Regions from separate parts of the Mus musculus genome. Here region 2 is linked to region 1. Evidence: chromatin contacts called from public Hi-C data. All regions are on one chromosome and are shown on one strand. The core of a region is the stretch at or near the end of the contact, and the rest is flanking DNA. Distances in the headings are between cores, read along the strand shown.

What was found. A called contact is a pair of places that touch in the nucleus more often than the background predicts.
Region 2: a contact with region 1 is called in a Hi-C map of liver, with 5 times the contacts expected there. The contact joins two enhancer-like sites. A contact is called at or near these places in 1 of 15 datasets of contacts at CTCF or cohesin (pro-B cells), 2 of 484 Hi-C or Micro-C datasets (CD8 T cells and liver) and 1 of 115 datasets of contacts at active chromatin or transcription factors (VIP interneurons).

What each region holds. Positions count from the first base shown.
Region 1 is chr15:55,774,729-55,779,883 of GRCm38.p6, reverse strand. All of the region lies in intron 2 of Sntb1 (syntrophin, basic 1), which reads left to right. Among named protein-coding and RNA genes, the nearest start is that of Sntb1, 130 kb to the left of the region's middle. Within about 2 kb of position 3,158, at least 4 of the 459 cell types and tissues checked have an H3K27ac peak or open chromatin away from gene starts, as enhancers often do. A contact at or near this core is called in liver, where this site is marked.
Region 2 is chr15:56,044,376-56,049,171 of GRCm38.p6, reverse strand. No RefSeq gene overlaps it. Among named protein-coding and RNA genes, the nearest start is that of Gm46516, 120 kb to the right of the region's middle. Within about 2 kb of position 2,096, at least 30 of the 459 cell types and tissues checked have an H3K27ac peak or open chromatin away from gene starts, as enhancers often do. A contact at or near this core is called in liver, where this site is marked.

The DNA of each region.
Region 1 (5,155 bases), core at 1,909-4,408:
ATTTAGATAGAGACTAAGAAGCCTATTAAAGCCTGTGTCAGTAGGCAGTTGTAGACTTATTGCTGGGCAAGCTTCCCATATGAGCAGGCTACCTCTGATTCTGAAGTGTGTGTTTAGAAGCTTTTGCTGGCTCTATTCACTTAGGCTGGAATCATTCGCCTACTCTTCCTTTGGTGTGGATGGGCAATGGAAAGTGGGAAAATACCCGGCTGTGATTTTTTTTTCTAAAAGTCCCAACGTATAACATATAGAGTGCTCTGAGGACTCTTGTTTTGAGCCCTATTCATCTCTAGAGGTTCTGTGTCATGTAGCTCCAACAGCTGCCTCCTAGCTGACATCTTCTCTGTGCCCCTTCATGTTATAATTCCCTGTGTCCTTTCTCTACTCTACAAAATCCATCAACTCATTCATTGTTGCCAGTCTTTCCAATGCATGTTGAAAAGGTGTCCCTCTCCTTCTCCTTTGAGTTTAGACCTAGTTTGCTGGGCCCTTGGGAAGAAACGGTTAACATGAATGACCAAGCCACACAGTGATTTGCTTAACCAGGATCTTTGCATAATTTACGACTTTGTATACAGCAAGCACACAAAAGGTTTGTTTTAATGAGCCCAGAAGACTTTTCTTTGCCCTGCTATTTTTAAGAAAATCTATTTCCTTCATAAATAAACTTAATCATCTACACTAATTATCCAGTGAGGTATGAATTAGTAAGGCTTCTGTAACAACATAGCACTGAGAGAGAGAGGGGGAGGAGAGAGAGAGAGAGAGAGAGAGAGAGAGAGAAGAAATCTCTGGTTTGCATTAAGAAAGTATTTAGAGGTCTCATCAAGCAAGATTCCATGATTCATGGATATACGGGTCTACAGGTCCACATGAGTTCATCTTAGCTCATTCTTGTACAGTAAGTAACATTCCAAGAAATTTTAAGTTTCTCCTTTTGTGAGAGCTTTTGGAGAGTTTGAACTTGACCTTCTGGGTGTAGAGGAGTTTTGCTAATGTTGACTCTCAAAATACAGGTCTTGTTCTTTTGCTCTTGATCCATTAATTGAACTCCATTTGGTTTGCAAATAACTGCCCTGGGATTTTCCAGCCGCGATAATGATGGCTCTGAAAATAACCCCAGACTTATCATGCAGACACCCTCTATTCAAGCAGGTATCCCCTGTGCGAGCGACTCAACAGTACGATGGGAATTCACATAGAGACCCTGTTCTTCCTTTCCATATGTGCGGAATTTTTTTTCCTGAGTGGGGAAAGGAGTTGGGACACACATTACTGTGGCTATTCCTGCTTGATGGTGTAAAGTGTGTGCCTCCTTTGTTCTTAAACGATGCTTGAATGTGAATTTTGATACTGTTGGTTCATTGAATTTGTGTTTCCTTGTTTCATTTTGTTTGAGTTTAGTTTTGGTGATAGAATCTCATGACGTTGCCTGGCAGGCCCAGAATTTTCAATATTCTTGCTGTAGCTTCCTTTCTGTGTGCCAAGATGACATGCATATGTCACCATACCCAGCCTTGTCTGTCTCTCAAGTCTCAACTCTTAAGTAGCTTTGTTTATTTAAATTCTACTCTGTATGCCATGGTTTGCTTTTACATTTGTTCAATATCTAACAGTAGCACGAGAAACCACTCGTTGAATACAAAAGGATGGTCGAGAAACTATCAGTCTCAATGCTAGGATACAAGTTTCATCCTTGAAGAATTCACAGACAGCACTTAACATGGGGGCATTCTTGTTTCCTGAGCATCGTCTTTGTAGATGAACCTTATCCCACTGTGACTCGGCAGCACAAGTAATATTTACTTGAATAGCCACACATAAAGAACCAACACATACGCAGATCTTAGCAGCCCCAGGAAGCTGTTACCACCCCAGGCTTAGGAGGCAATAGAGATGAGTAGCTCTGGAACTGGGAGAGTCCCAGCTCAGATGACAGACAGGCCACTGCTCCAACATTTCTCTTCTGCTTTCACATCTTCCCATTAATGCTTCCAATGGAAGCTAGAGTCCAGGAAGCCAACATAGCATCACTTAATACGTAGAATTTGGGATCTTGGAACACAGAGCAAGTCAAACTAAGAATCTAGAGCCAAAACCAGACAACAACAAAAAATTAATTATAAGAACATAGTGTGTTTAGAATGAGACCATGTCTCAATAATGAATGGTATTGAATTTCATCTCTTTGATGTCAGGTCTGACGTATACAAATCAAGGCATGAGAACATGCTAATAACCCAAACTCTGACTTCAATGGAGAAGTCACTTTGGATAGCCCCAAATCATATGTATAGATTCTTGTTTAATAGTAAGTCACACCCCATTGTAGAGTTCCATAAAGAATTTTTTTTAAAGAAGGATGTGGTGGAACATGTCTGTAATCTCAGAACTTGGCAGAAAGATCAGAAGTCCAATGTTCACTGCCAGCCTCAAACTATGTAGTGAATTCCAGGCTGACCTGGGCTAAATGAGACTGTTTGTTTGTTTGTTTGTTTGTTTGTTTGTTTGTTTGTTTGTTTTTGAGACAAGATTCCTCTATGTAGCCCTGCCTCTCCTGGAACTTGCTTTGTAGACCAAACTGGCCTCAAACTCATAGACATCTGCCTGCCTCTGCCTCCCAAGTGTTAGGATTAAAGGCATGGGCTACCATGCCCAGCTAGAAACCCATTTTAACAATAACAAAATGATTCATTTTAACTACTATGATGCATGGAAGATAAGACAGTTTATTTGGGGCAAATTGGAAGCTATAGGAATCTAATATATCAGGAAGTGGTCAGTGTCACAAAGCTCTAAATAGGATTTGAGCGGAATACTATACTGTCCAGGGAAAGTGTAAGAGGTTTAAAGGGAACTTCTTCCAATGTGGCAAAGCCATGGGTTGCAGAAGACACAGTTAAGAAGGCTGCTGTCACCATATCAAGCTTGCTTTGGTAGTGAAATATCTACTATGAAAAGGTACTGCCTAAACAGAGAGAGAGGGAAGGAGGTACATATCAACAATGCTTATGCATCAGGAGGAACCAGATGTCCCACAAAACCTTAATACTAATTCACTTTCCTCTAAAATGACAAATTACTCACCGTCCCTTCTGTGTGACCTTTCACTCCCAGTGTGAGGTGCTCTCTTTGTCCATCTGGACTCTCGAAGTCTCTGTTAGGAAACACATAAGCAATGCCAAGCACTGCAACTTGGTCTCATTGCTGCCGTATTAGGAAACATTCGGACCACAGGAAAATGTTTCCATGTTTCCTGGAAACGAGACACCAGATCCAGAAATTGAAGCTCACAGAGCTATTTTCTCAAGCCCTCTAACAATATATATATATATATATTTGTTTCTTTATGTATTGTACAGTCATGAAAAGATGATTAACTTTCAGGCCAGGCCAGACTAGGTCTGAGAACTTGCTTTTCCATTTATTATCATAGTGACTTTTAACAATTCACTTCTTGGATTGTTTTAAGGGTCGGTGATGCTCTATGCATGTACAATAGTTAAAGGAAATAACCTGACGTTCGCCTAGCCCATGGCATACAGTAAACACTTAGCAACTTGAGCTATTTTCTCAAGCCCTCTAACAATATATATATATATATATATATATATATATATATATTTGTTTCTTTATGTATTGTACAGTCATGAAAAGATGATTAACTTTGTATTGTTTCCCTCTTCTTAGGAAAAAAAAACTATATGGCCTTACTCAGAATATCAGAAGATACTTGTAGTGTTATGAAGAAATGTTAGGAAATTTTTAGTCTCTGCTAAGTGTTGGATAGCCTATTTTGTTTGTTTGCTTGTTTTAGTTTGGTTTGGTTCTTTGTTTATTTGGTTTTGTTTTTCATTTCTTTTAAATAAATTGACAGTTATAAAGCACTGCTTCAGTCAATGAACACCACATCATGACTTTATACATTTCTGTCTGATCTTATATCTATAAAGCTGACACTCTGAAGAATAGAGTCAGTTTGAAAATAGCATCTTTAATTTCTCCAGGAAGCACAGATGTAGGCTTTTAATTACTACAGAGATGTAGGATCCTACCCAGGCTACATACAGTCTTACAGAAATACCCCCAATAAATTCTGAAGCTACAGTTTTCCCACATTACTGTCATATATGCGGGAAATAAAATTATTATAGCAAGCAGGACGGCTGAGCCAGAGTGGAAAATTGAACCTAGATATTCCCTGTTGATCCCAGAAGAGTCCCACAGTCCTGCTGGCTTCCAGGGTTTTCAGGCCTGCTGTGGTTGTTCCTGGGTACAGAGCTGTCAGATGTCCGTGTGCAACCGGCAACACTGAACATGTCCTTTGATCATTTTTATCTTCTGTTACAGATGTCCACCTTTTCTTTCTGTGTCGTTATGGGTGGGTGACTATACTATTTTGAGTCATGGGCTTATAGGTTTTGAATCCAAGGAATAGAAAAAAGCTAACTGGAATCAACCTGCATTAATCTACATGAAGTCATCAAAGACATGAAATATTATTAAAACCTGTGTCTATAACAGCTAAGAGTCACTGCTTATTAGCTGCCTTGCAACTTCTGTGTTGTAGAGAAGATGTGGTTTGAAAACAGAAACACATAAGTTTGTGCTGCAGTTCTTTGTGGTTATCAAATAATAAATAAATAAATAAATAAATAAATAAATAAATAGCAGTAAAGATTTTATATCCTTAAGCTCAAATTATCCCTCTTCATGGACATCATGCTAACTGACAGAGATTTTGTGATCATTCACTAGCACAGAATAAACATTTCTGTCCCATCATGACCAAGTCATCAGCACTGTCATGTATGTGCTAAGAGTTCAATCAAGTTATTGAATATTTACTAAGAAACACCGAAGCCCTAACAGTGTGGCAGATGACCACTTCCCCTCCCTTTCCCTCACTTTATAAGGTTTTAATGTAAGCCTTAAACTGGTACAGTCGTTCTAGTGAACCAGTGTGGCCCAAAGGTACCAGAGGATGGACCACTAGGCCCTTTCACACTTAGAATATATAAAAGGTGTAATTTGCTATGGAGCAAAAGCAACCTTAGTTGCTTTTGGAGGCTGTTACTGTTTATAACTGAGAGTCTTTCCCTCTGGGTTTTGAGAGATCATCTTTGTTTAAAAAGAACCCCTTCCTCTGTCTGTA
Region 2 (4,796 bases), core at 847-3,346, 270 kb before region 1:
CACTGGCCAGAATGTATGATACCAACTTTGGCCACACCTCTGCAGTCTGATCACGGAGGCTCATAGTCCACAGACGAGCCTCTGGTACCTGATCGGCACCTCTGATGGATGGCACTCTTTCTGTCACAAGGGACCATTAAGCTAAAAGCAAATGCCCTCCCTCACCATGAGACGGCCTGGTCAGGCACATGGCTTCATGCAGCTTAGGGTGAAGTTAGTGGCTATGCTGTCACTGGCCTGATTCCTAGACTGCTTGGATTACCACCCAAACTCCGCTCTCCTGAAAAGTACCTATTCTGGAAAGTGTAGGTCTGGGGAGCCACCTGCTTATTTTTATGTTCTAATTATTCTACTGTGGTCAAAGATCTTAATCTTCCTGTTATCAATTACTGGGCCTTACGAAATCCATTTTTATAAGCTTGTAAAGAATGCTTAGAAAGTATTGGGTTCTGTGTGTTAATTGTGTGTATAAATCTCGTTTTTTTTCTTTTTAATTGTTGATCACTGTCTTTTTAAAATGTATTGAGGTAAATTTCTTAAAATATCTTATAATGAGAGTAGAATTATGAATTTGTCCTTTGTAGTACTGGGCTCTTGCTTTCTTCTTTGCAAAGCTACATTATTAAATTTGTAAAATACCCCTGAGTATTACATACTTTTACTTTGTCAGCATTTACCAGGGTCAAACTTCTCAGATTTTAGTTTATTATTTCATTTTTTTACCTAATGTTAATAATGCTAAATTATCTTTAGTTTTAATATTAATTTCTTGGTGTGTTTTTTACTCAGGCCATTTTACAGAAACTAACCGTACTGTTTTGCGACTTGGATATGTCTTTTACAGTGAACATATAAGTGGACTTTTTCTGGAATAAAGGTATATTCATTCAACAATTAACGGTGAGTGTATCTTATCATCTGAGGCTGCAGCTAGTTGTCCTGGGGATTCCCTATAATCTCTAAGGAGGCCCACAGACTCACCTGATTTAACCTGGATTTCTTTCCTTATCCAGAAACTGACCAGGACCTACAGTAGTGTGGACTTTTCTGAACTTTCTTCTCCATCTTCCTTGATATCATCTATTATTTGTACTTTGATTTCATTTTTAGGTACAAGGTTTTAGTAATTACTTATTCTGTTGAATCAGCAAATTTTTCAATTAGAATCGCCTCATCTTGTTTGTAAAGATAAGTTTAATTAATGCTAGGTCATTTCATCCATAAAAGCTTCTTAAATGAATATACATAAACTACAACGGAGACATGGAGACAGAAGGCCTAAATGACTCCCCTCCTTCTGAAGTAGCTTCTATGTCCCCCAGTATACCTCCTGAACTGTGGCAGGAGTCTCCAGTGTCATGACACAGGCAAGCCACATACTAAACCTGGGGAGTCCCCCCGGAGAGTGGTAGCCAAGCTCAGGTAGGACAGCCAAGAAGCACAAGCTGTAGCTGCCTACTAATCAAAGAAGTTGTAATTGTTTTAAAATATGTTAGGTCATTTCATTAAAAATTAACGTTAACTGTTGGCCTGAATCCAGAAGAGTGGGAAAATGCACTGTAGGGTGATAGTCCTAACACTTTACCCAGAGGTTCTCATGACTCTGTCCTAAGATCAAGAAAATCCCTATGGCTTAGAGACTTTGAGCCACTGGGTACACAGACAGAAACTGAATAAAGACCACTTTCCTCAAATAATGATGAGTTTAGTACAACCCAACACTTACAGTAATCGTTCAGATGGGACAAATCTTTACCATCCTCTAAAACCTGCCGCAAAGGGCCATGGGATTCTCTGCTGTAACACAGAAGAACTGCGAAGGTTATTCCACTGGCTTTCGTGGGTATTAATCCTACCCTGTTTAGTCTCTTCAGCTGGTAGGAGCCCTTTGGGGGCACGTTAAGATAGCACAAACGCACAGCCCTTCTCAAGAATATATATCACATACATATATTTTCACCACTAAAGTCTTATCATATGATCCGCCCTCTCTGAAGTAAGTCTGTTCTACCTGTGGGACCATTGGTATTCAGGGAAACAAACACCAAACACCCTAGGGCTTCACTTTGTCCGGTGTTACCACCTGGTGCCAATAGATGGCAGCAATACCAAGGGACTGCGTAGCCATGGCCGCGGGGAATGTTTTGTGTTACCTTTTCAGTCTAGGTTGTTTTGGTTTTAAGGGCTCAGATCTGTGCCCAGGAAAACATGGTGGTGGGTAGATAAACAGCCTGGAAAATCCTCTCTATTGTCTCACTTCATGTCTTCTCCCACTGTTTCCTGCCAGAGAACTGCTTTCTGGGGTCAAAATTCCCTCTAGGCAGAGTGTGAGGAAATACTAATACATTGCCATCTTCTGTCGGTCTAACACTAGAGTTTGATTGTTCTAATGATACAAGAAGGATAAAAACCTACTGGAGCAAAGAGTCTGTGTCACGTGGTTTGTGCGAGCATATTTGAAGGCGCCTTGGACAATACGATCCCTCTCCCCCTCCCCCTCCCTTCCCCCCCTCTCCCTCTCCCCCCACCCCCCCCCCCTCTCTCTCTCTCTCATATTTTTTTTCTAACTTTAGCCCAGATTGCTTCATTCAGGAGGACTTAAAATTGCTCACCTTACATAAACTCAAGGATAACGCACAAAAGGGAAGAAAGGGGGATTCCCATTGATGAGATTTGAACTAGATAAAATATCTGAAGACTTTCCTGGGAGAAGAAGAAAAATAAAAGGAAAAAGGAAAAAACAGTGGGTTGTCCTAAAGGAACCAACTTCCACTGAGCTGGGTAGAGTTCTCTTGACCAATAGTCGGCTCTGGTTGACTAATGAGAACAGAAAGGACATGATAACACAGCTGCCACAGAAGCAGAGACACAAACCCCACTGCCCTGTCTTCTTCATCAGTAATCAAGATGGTTTCTGAAGCAGAAGGAAGTTCTTCAAGGAACTGGTAGGCCTTGACAATGAAGTCCTTATCTTGACGTGGGCAATAGGGGTATTTCTGGTACTTTTGAGTATAATCTAATATTAGCCAAAATAGCTACCCGTCAAAGACAATGCTGCTAAGCATAGCTTCCCTTTTATTATTTTTGCATTCATTTTACCCAAATTCTGTTTTCTCACCTCAAGTGACCCCTCAAAGAATGCTCTATAGGAACCGAAAAGCCCAGTCTGAATCAGACCTACCTTGTTTCATGTATCGTTTTGTGTTTGTAATAAGCTTAGCCCAGATACTGTGTCTCTTTAACTCTAGGCCTGCCATTGTGTGTTGTTAGTAGACCAGAGTTCAGAGCTCGCTCACTATCACGCAAAATACATTTAATAATCATGGTATACAATCTGATAAGCAAGCCATCTTTCAAATGGACCCGAGTGTCCTCCAAAATGCACTTTTCCCTCTGGACTGTTCAGCTCAGGATCCACTGAGCTCATTGGTGTCAGTCTCCCCTGTCCTTGGGGGTTCATAGTACTTCCCCTTGGCCTTCTGCCATGCACGTGTTCCTCTGTCCTGAAAAGAAAATGGAAATTTTGGGCCATAGAACGTTTCAAATAATAGGTGCACTGATGCTATACTGTCAAATAATTTATTCTTCTGTGACCATGCACAATTAATACAAACGTGTGATTAGAGTACAGAGTTTATTCTCTGTGTAGGGAGGATCTGACCCCGTTTCAGTTGTATTTGTCTCAGGACTCCCATGATTCCAGCTCTCCCCACTTGCTGATGTTAGAACTGATCAGTGAGCAGGGAAAATGTTCATCTGATAAGCCTCCATGGTCAGGGTTCCTGTCACTCATTAGTTAGTGGTCCATGGATGATCATTGTCTAGGTCCAGCATCCTTTAGAATTAGCAAAGTGGAGACATTCTATGTCGTTCCTGCAAAATCTGTTAGCCAGAAGAATTTGAAGGAAGAGTTTCCCCCTCCTCAATTGAGTGATATAAAACAAAAGAAAAACAAATAAGCGGTACGATAAATGCTCTACTCTTTATTTTTTTTTTTTTTCCAAAGAGTAGGTTGCTGCCCAACACCCTCCCAAGGACCTTTGCTCTTTCCCATTTTCCATATTTGGTGCATTAAATGTTGGGGCTTCTTCTCTCCATCTCGAGCCAGTGGGGCTTCTTGAGGTTAACACATATTCTGATCATGATTTCACATTCATCACAAATATTTTCTGCCCCACCTATAGAATCTATCACTTTTCCAAGGAACCTGATTCCTTTCAGACAGAAACAAAATATAGACTTCATGTTCCCAGAACCCAGAGTTTCTTTCTCTCAGAACAGACACACTTACTGGTTTCCCCAAAAGACATACTGAGGAAATGTGTAATTTTTATAAAGAATAGCGCATGCTATATATAGACTCATGCCACCTCTTTTCAGTAGAAATAAAGATTAGTGAATTTTTAAACTCATTAAACTCATTTTTTTTACTTTAATGTTATTTATTTATTCTAGGAATCTCATCCTCTAAAAATGCTAATTTAATTACTTCGTCATTTTTATCCCAATCTAAATGGCAACACTAGTCCTAATAATTATGTAACTGTTGTCACTGGTAACTAGCCAACATAACTCAATCTAAAACCAAGCAAAACAAAACAAGCCTTGAACCTCTTTGTATTCTTAGAATCAGAGTCAGTCTCCCTAGACAAGATGTACAATCTTATTTGCTTATTTGGAGATTTGTATCTGAAAGACATTCAAAGCAATTTTGGTGATTATTGTAAAATAGAATTTATATCTAGTAAGGTTTCAGAGACTAGCAGGCTCTGCTATGCTGTTTTCTCTTTTACTTG